Linked DNA regions of Mus musculus: region 2 is linked to region 1. Evidence: chromatin contacts called from public Hi-C data. All regions are on one chromosome and are shown on one strand. Each heading gives the region's core, a stretch centred on a gene start, on an enhancer-like site or on the middle of the called end of the contact. The rest is flanking DNA. Distances are from core to core; before and after follow the strand shown. Region 1 holds the start of Adamts12 (a disintegrin-like and metallopeptidase (reprolysin type) with thrombospondin type 1 motif, 12). Region 2 overlaps Adamts12 (a disintegrin-like and metallopeptidase (reprolysin type) with thrombospondin type 1 motif, 12).

Evidence for each region. A called contact is a pair of places that touch in the nucleus more often than the background predicts.
Region 2: a contact with region 1 is called in a Hi-C map of uterus. The contact joins the enhancer-like site here to the promoter of Adamts12 in region 1. A contact is called at or near these places in 2 of 39 promoter capture datasets (both in embryonic stem cells), 5 of 484 Hi-C or Micro-C datasets (3T3-L1-derived adipocytes, the C3H10T1/2 cell line, pre-hematopoietic stem cells and 1 more), 1 of 115 datasets of contacts at active chromatin or transcription factors (fibro-adipogenic progenitors) and 2 of 9 other capture datasets (adipose tissue and liver).

The regions. Positions count from the first base shown.
Region 1 is chr15:11,063,186-11,067,126 of GRCm38.p6, forward strand. It overlaps Adamts12 (a disintegrin-like and metallopeptidase (reprolysin type) with thrombospondin type 1 motif, 12), which reads left to right and starts at 1,588. Exons shown (of 24, transcript NM_175501.3): 1 at 1,588-1,972. The coding sequence starts at 1,846.
Region 2 is chr15:11,195,756-11,199,700 of GRCm38.p6, forward strand. All of the region lies in intron 3 of Adamts12 (a disintegrin-like and metallopeptidase (reprolysin type) with thrombospondin type 1 motif, 12), which reads left to right. Among named protein-coding and RNA genes, the nearest start is that of Adamts12, 130 kb to the left of the region's middle. Within about 2 kb of position 1,421, at least 8 of the 459 cell types and tissues checked have an H3K27ac peak or open chromatin away from gene starts, as enhancers often do. A contact at or near this core is called in adipose tissue and uterus, where this site is marked.

The DNA.
Region 1 (3,941 bases), core at 338-2,837:
TCCTTTGGGCTTTCCATCTAGGGCCTTGCATTTTGGGTCCCTGGGGATGGTGTGGCTGCCCTGACCCAATGCAAGATCACCTAGTAGCCAGACATCTTGCTGAAGGTGTGTGATTGGCTGTCAGCCAAAGAGCCCTCCATACATGAGGCCAAATTCCTTCTGAATGGAATAAGGGCGGCGGGGGGGCTGGGGGGTGGGGGGTGTTTGTTTCAACCCAGAGGTAAAGAATTTTGGCTGGGTTATCCTGGATCATTCTCAAGATGCCTGGTAACTCCTGCTCTGTGACATTCTCTCAATGAGGAGAAAGTGAGTATCTGAATGGATACTCCAAACACACACACATACACACACACACACACACACACACACACACACACACCACACATACCACACACACATACACACCACACACACACACATACACACCACACACACATATACATACATACACACACACACACCACACACACACACCACACACACATACCACACACACATACACACACACATATACACACACACACCACACACACACCACACACACACATACACACATATACACACACACACCACACACATACACACACATACACACACACATACACACACACACACCACACACACACATACACACACACACATACACACACATACACACACACATACACACATACATACACATACACACCACACACACACATACACACACCACACACACATACATACACACACACCACACACATACACACACATACACACACACACACCACACACACACACATACACACCACACACACATACACACACACACTCATACACACACATATACACACACACACTCATACACACACACACACACACACACACACACACACACACACACACACACACACACTGCTGCAGCTGCCACTGCCTATGCTCAAGGCCTTCCCCTGTTGGGGCTGAAATCTTTCTGCATGTTGCTAGTGTGCTGCTGGTGGAGGTATTACAGAGAGAGGGTAGGATTTGAAAAGAAAGCAGGCACTGACCTATAGCCACAGAAGGCCTCTCAAGCATTTGATCCACGTACCCCTTCCTGCAGAGGAAGAGACTTGTCCAGGGTCAAGACAGCAGATTAGCTTGGATCATTTCCTGTGTGACTTGGCAAAGAGAAAAAAATTGCTTATTAGTTGTTAAGTGGAAATCTTAGCCTGCCCTGGAAGAAGAGCACAGAGGTTGCTAGAGGGTGGGGAGTCTTGACAGAATAGGGTACATTCAGGGTCTGGGAGGAGCTAAGAAGGATGCTGAGTAGGGTCCCCTCTGGCCCATAACTCACTATTTGTAAGTACATTTCATCCTGTGTAAAGGAGATGGGGGGGGGGGCGTGTTGTCCTAGGAGCCTCTGACGGCTCTTACTCTAGTTTCTTCCTGGCCAGCTGTCTAGGGTCTCCCCTATTTGGCCCGCATGCCCAGGCTCTGAGCCCGGAGGGAGGAGCTTGAGGGAGGAGGGCGTCCCCAAGGAAAATGTGTTAGCTGGCTGGAGGCCTGTCGGGTGGGGAAGCAGAGGGGTGGGGATCTGGGGTGGGCTGAGCCCCTTGGCTCTGACCCAGTCCATGCTCTGGCCCGCAGGAAGAAGAAGCTGTCAGCTCATTCACTCCCCTTTCAGGACAGGGAGAGAATAAAAGCTCTCTGGTCCCATCGGCTTCAAAAAGCCACTAGAGCCTCCTGGTCAGCTTGCGGGCCGCTCCCTTCCCATGCTTGGACCATGTTCTCGGGCGTCTTTCTGTGCGGACACAGGCGAGGACTGGATATCTGCAGCTGAGAGCTAAAACTTTTAAAACTTTTCTTCTCCCCAACAACTGAACCATGCCATGTGCTCGGGGGAGCTGGCTGGCCAAGCTCTCGATCGTGGCTCAGCTTATTAATTTTGGGGCTTTTTGCCACGGGAGACAAACTCAGCCCTGGCCGGTTCGCTTCCCAGACCCGAGGCAAGGTTAGTGGCTTTTCTTTATTTGTTTTTCTAACAGTGGAGTAGGACAGTGGAACTTGGTCTGTTCCCTTCCCCCACCAGGCAGGGCTGAACTCTAAGCCTTCTGGCCTGTCTAAGGAAAACTGCTGTGTGCTCAGGCTCGGATTTCCTTCTCTCCTAGGGCTTAAGGGTGCACACTCAGGGGTGACACCCTGCTTGGAAAGACCCAAGAGTACGCTCGCTCCCCGAGCCCCTCCCCTCCACTTTCCGCTTCCCCCCTTTGCAGACTGTGACATGGGAAATTATTTTTAATAAAGAGACCCAGCTGGTCACGGACAGTCATGGCAAATGTTTCCTTCATTTAAAACTTCATTTTAAGTCTGGAAGGTAGAAATTTTATTCTGGCCTCCTGCTGAGCACACTTGGCTGTGTTTTGGTTTCCTGGAAAGATTTAGGGTTTTGTTTTTTTCAAATGACATTCCTACTGGGGAGAAATTTGCCTCCTGGGGACTCCCGGTTGTCTGTCTTGCTTTGCAGAGTTCCAGGACAGCCAGGGCTACACAGAGAAACCCTGTCTCGAAAAAAAAAAAAAAAAAAGACTTTTCTCTGTCTAAATTTAGTGACGCATGCGTGTATTCTGAAAGAAAGCACTGGGAGACCGTGAAGATGGTTTATATTGGAATTCACTCCTCCTATTAGTATTGTTGTGGGGTCGTCATCATCTTCATCCGTAATGCCCAGGCCAAAGTGGTGCCGTTGCCTTTGTTTGTTTGTTTGTTTGAAATTGAACCTAGAAGAGTTTCATGTTCAGAGAGGACTACAACTTCAAGGTGTTGTCAGAGCAGGGGGGCTGGGAGGCTTGGAGAGATGGGGAGTGTATGAGCTCCGGGATGGCCTGCCAGCCCCTCCCACTACTGACAATGTCCTTCTGGGGTTCTGGTACTATGGCTACCATGCCTAGTTTACAAATGGGGACACTGGAACTTGGGGACCTTATGAGCTTAACTATGAAGCACATTCTTGAGCCAGGTATCCTACTTAAAATCATGCAGCCATAGAATGATAGCAATAGCAGGGATAATGTGCGCGCGCGCGCGCGCGCGCGCACACACACACACACACACACACACACACACACACACACTCACATGCATACACGCACTTGTCCACGTTTAAGGGATTGCTAGCAGTGTGTTTTGCCCACGCTGCAAAGTGAAATGCTGCCTAAGAATTCCTCTGCGGTGGCTTAGAGAGCAACCAGATGAAAATCCCTCTCTCCCTTTGCTTTACTTGGAAGCCAGAGTAGGCAAACACTGGGGTTAGATGTCAATCAGCCAGCACTTGTTTGTGTAAATGGTCCAGATACCATCTCAAGCCCCCAAGTTTAAAATAGCAGCTTTTGTTGTTCTTTGAAAAACAGTGCCTTTGTGAAAGGTCCCTGTTCTGGGGCAGCACAAACAAAGCCCACCAGCACTTCCCTGGGCATGCGGAGATGATTTCCTTCAAAGACACATTCTCCTGGGTGAGCTTTCCAGCTCTGCTTGCTTCGCATATTTGTAAGGGAAAATTCATCCTGGTGTACAGCAGACACTGCTGGGCCTGCCTTGTTGCTCTGGAAAGTGGGCTGTGACTCTTTTCCCTAGTGACCTTTGGGGGATATGCTGAGAGTAATTGATATTCAAAAGTAGCTTTAAAGTCCACTAAACTTATTAATCATGCAGATGTATTTCGATTTAAAAATGCCTTCAGTTTTTAAAAGCATTAATCTTTCCATCAGTCTTCATTAATACACTTACAAGTGGTTGATTCTTTAAGAGAAGAAGAAATTTCTCTGTGGATTTCCACTGAGGGGCAGGGGAGGGGAGGGAAGGGAGGGAAAGTGAGGAGAAGGGAGGGGAAGGAAGGGGAGAGCTAGAGAGGAGAGGAGAAAGAGGAGGGAAAAGGAGAAGGGAAGAGAGAGAAGAAAGAATAGGGGAGGGGAGGAGAGGGGAGG
Region 2 (3,945 bases), core at 171-2,670, 130 kb after region 1:
TCCAGCCAACTCTTGTTAGATCAGTTCTTTAACATTTTATTCATTTATTTTTATTCCAGCTTTTAAATGTATGTGTCTGTGTGCTGTTGCATGCATTCGTGTGTATGTGTGTATGTGTGTGTGTGTGTGTCTGTGTCTCTCTCTCTGTGTGTGTGTGTGTGTGTGTGTGTGTGTGTGTGTGTGTGAATTTGTATGGGGAACCCAGGGCTGACATTAGATCTCGTCCTTGATCATTCTCCACTGTATTTTTGAAGCAGGGTCCTTCATGGAACCTGGAGCTCATCAATTCGGATGCAAACACTGGTGGGCAAGCCCTACAGATCCTCCTGTTACTGCCTCTGCTTTATTGGAATTGTGGGTCATGCCTGGTTTTATATGTGAGGACTTCTGCTTATGCAACAAGCACATTGCAAGCAGTACCATCTCTCTAGTCCTGTTAGATCAACGCTAATGGAGTGTTTGTAGTATACCCAATTCAAGTTCTGTGCTTCAATTCATTTAATCCTTATAAAGCACCATAAGACTGATACACATATGAGCACACAGAGACTGTGAAGCACCCATAAAAGCACCCACTAGTCAGGCTCAAACCAAAGTCTCAGCACTGAGAGGGGAAGTGGACACAAAGTCCCACCTCTAACCAAGAAGCTATTTTCAGCTAATACCTGATGGGCAACAGGAAATCAGTTTTATCCAATGGTGGGTCACAGCACATATCAACTATCCTCCAGGTCAGACCCCATGCTCAGGAGTAGTTGGCTAACACAAAACTGACTCCGTTATTTTTGTGTCTATTTTTTGTTTTGTGGTGTTTTGGTATTTTTTGTCCTATTGGTGCTTTGTTTGTTGCAGCTTTTTTTGTTGTTGTTGTTTCTGAGAAGGGGGGAGAGTTGGTTGGGTAGGAAGGAATTAGTGAAGGGGAAAGAATATGATGAAAATATATTGTTTGAAGACATTTTAACTTAAAAAACAAAATGAAAAAAATTCCAGAAATATGAACTCTGATATATCATCCTATTATAGATGAGGAACTGAGGCAGGGCAAAATAAAAGCCTGTGAAAATATCTAGTCACTAGGTAGTGCTAAGCAACAAACATGGATGAGGATCTTGGTTGCTTTGGCCCTCATCATGGTAATCTTTGTACTAAACTGTAACTGTTTCTCTGGGAGTCATGTTAATAAGAACAACAAACCTAAACCTGCAGACATTTTCAGAAAGGATGCCGGAAGGACATTTGAGGAAATCACTGGTTGTATTTAATTATTGGCTCCACTTGTACATTTCTCAACTGTGGAAGGATGCGCTTGTGTATTTGTTGACACTGTTCCGTTTTTCAGGAGAGTGACAGCAGGGAGTAGTGTTTTGGAGCCTGCAGTGGGTTTGGAAAGTACTGAGGTCTGTTTGTGCTGCACAGACCCTGAGGTCTGGAGTCCCCGCTGGGCCAGCTGGACCTCACGAAGACTTTAATTTGGAGCATCCTGAGCCATTTGTGGATCCAAAATAGTTCACATGTGTTTGGAAAGGAAGCGAAAATGGCTAGTCAGCTAGAAACAGTTATATGATTTGAGCAGCAATGTAGAAGATACCTCCCCTTGGGAGGCATCAGTTACATACTGTCTTGAAAAGTTCCATGTTCACTTGGATGGGGAAATTGAGGTGTTAGAAAAGGGTCAGTCTCAATGTTCTGCGGACAAATCAAATGGGCCCAATTAGTCCAGGTTAGGATGTGGGTGTGAAAATTAACATCTGGGTGCCATCTCTGGAGATGGTATTATTTGAAAGTGGAGGAGTTAACAGTTTTAATTGAATCTTTTCTTGTTTCATTCTGTTCAAAACAAAACTGTGTGGTCCTGGCTGTCTTGGAATTTGCTCTGTAGACCAGGTTGGCCTTGAACTTGTAGATCTGCCTGCCTCTGTCTGGAGAATGCTGAGATTAAAGGTCTGTGTAATTGAAACTTAGAGGCAAGAGAGAAGAGGTAGAAATGGCCACCCTATTTCTAAAGTGCTGTTCTCTGTTGCTTTTGATCTAGCTGTGTCACCTGACTCTGGTTGTCTAGTCAAGGTAGGCTCTTAGGCTGCTTGTCCAAATTCACTACGTGCAGGGCAATCTTTCCAATAGTTTCTAGAACAGATGGAGCCTTGTGTCTACCTTTGACAGTCCTTCCTGCATTGGGAGGACTCTCTGTGTCTGTACACGTACACGGGCTCCTCATCTGGATCCAAATCAAATGTCACTCTTCAATAGTGAGTTTTCTTGATCACCCTGCTTAAGACACATGCTTCTGCTTTTATTTATTCAAGCAGTTACTTTCTGAGTTTTATAGTGCATATGCTAGCCTCAAATTTATGTTCTGTTTCTCTCTTTCTCTCTCTCTTTTTTTTTTAACTACTTTTCATGTGTGTGATGTGTATGTGTGTAGACCAAATGCTGATGTCAGGTAACTTTTCTGTCTCTCCCTTCCTAGTTTTTTGATATAAGGTCTCTCAATAAACCTGGATCTCACTGATTCAACTATACTGCCTGGCCAGCATACCCCAAAGATCTCATCGCCATACTCTCAGTGCTGGGATTCCAGGTGTTCAGTGCCAACCCTGACCTTTTACCCAATTACTGAGAATCTGAGCTCAGGTCCTCCTGTTTGGACAGCAAGCATTTTGCCAATTGGACCATTTCCTTGGTCTTTTCAATTAGGGTCAAGCTCCAAAGGATTGTGTCACTATTGCTTGTTGTGGTCGGTCCTTTCATTGTAAGCACATGACTTATCCATGGTGAATGCTTCATAAAGACTTTGTTATTTGGGAATAGAAAACGGACGCATGGCGCTTTTCCAGAGTGCTGTGTGAGAGCCCATTTTATGACCTGGGCCTCCTTGACTGGCTACTTCAGTCACAGAAACTGCATTCAGTATCAGCTGAACACAAGCCCAGCATGCTTTCCATTCAACGCCAGAGAAACAGGCTGTTTGGGGTACCAGTGATTTTATTCTACCCCACAAACCATCGAGGATACTTCTGATGTCAGATCCAAATTTCTCAAGTGTACATGAAACTTTTCATGATATCTGCTAGAAAGAGAAGAACACTTCCATATGACTCCCTGAGCTCCATCTAATGTTTGCCTGTGGGTCTCTGCATTGGTTTCCATCCACTGCCAGATGAAGCCTCTCAGGAGATTGTTATGCTAGGCTCTTGACTACAAGAATAACAGACTATTATCAACAGTCTCAGGGATTAGTTATTGCCTATGGTGTGGGTCTCAATTTGGGCTACTCATTGATTGGCCATTCCCTCTGTCCCTGCTCTACCCTTGTACCTTCACATCTTGTGGGCAGGACACATTTTGGGTTAAAGGCTTTGTGGGTGGGTTGTTATCCTTATCATTCCATTGGGAGTCCTGCCTAGCTATAGGAAGTGGCCACTTTGGGATTCATATTCCCCATTGCTAGACTAGTTTCAGCTAGAGTCACCCCCTTAAGGCACTGTGGGGCCCCATTTCCCCCATCCTGGCACATCTGAGAGATGCCACCCACTGTCAGTTTCTTTTCCCTCTCCTGTTCTCTCTTCACCTGATCCCCCCACCCCGGTCCCCTCCTCTCTCCACCCCTCTCCCACCCAGTTCCCTCCTCCTATCCACCTCCTATTTTATTTCCCCTTCTGAGAAAGAGTCAGCCATCCTCACTTGGACCTTCCTTGTTATTTGACTTCTTTGGGTCTGAGGATTGTAGTGAGGCTAAGTGGCTGATACCCACTTATAAGTAAGTCCATACCATCCATGCCCTTTGAGGTCTGGGTCGCCTCAGGCAGGATGATCTGTTCTACTTCCATCCATTTGCCTCATCTCATCTCAGAACAAATTTTGGTCAAAACTTTTGTGGGTAGGTTGGTGTCCTTATCTCTCTACTGGGGGTCCTACCTGGCTACAGGAGGTGGCCTTTTCAGTTTC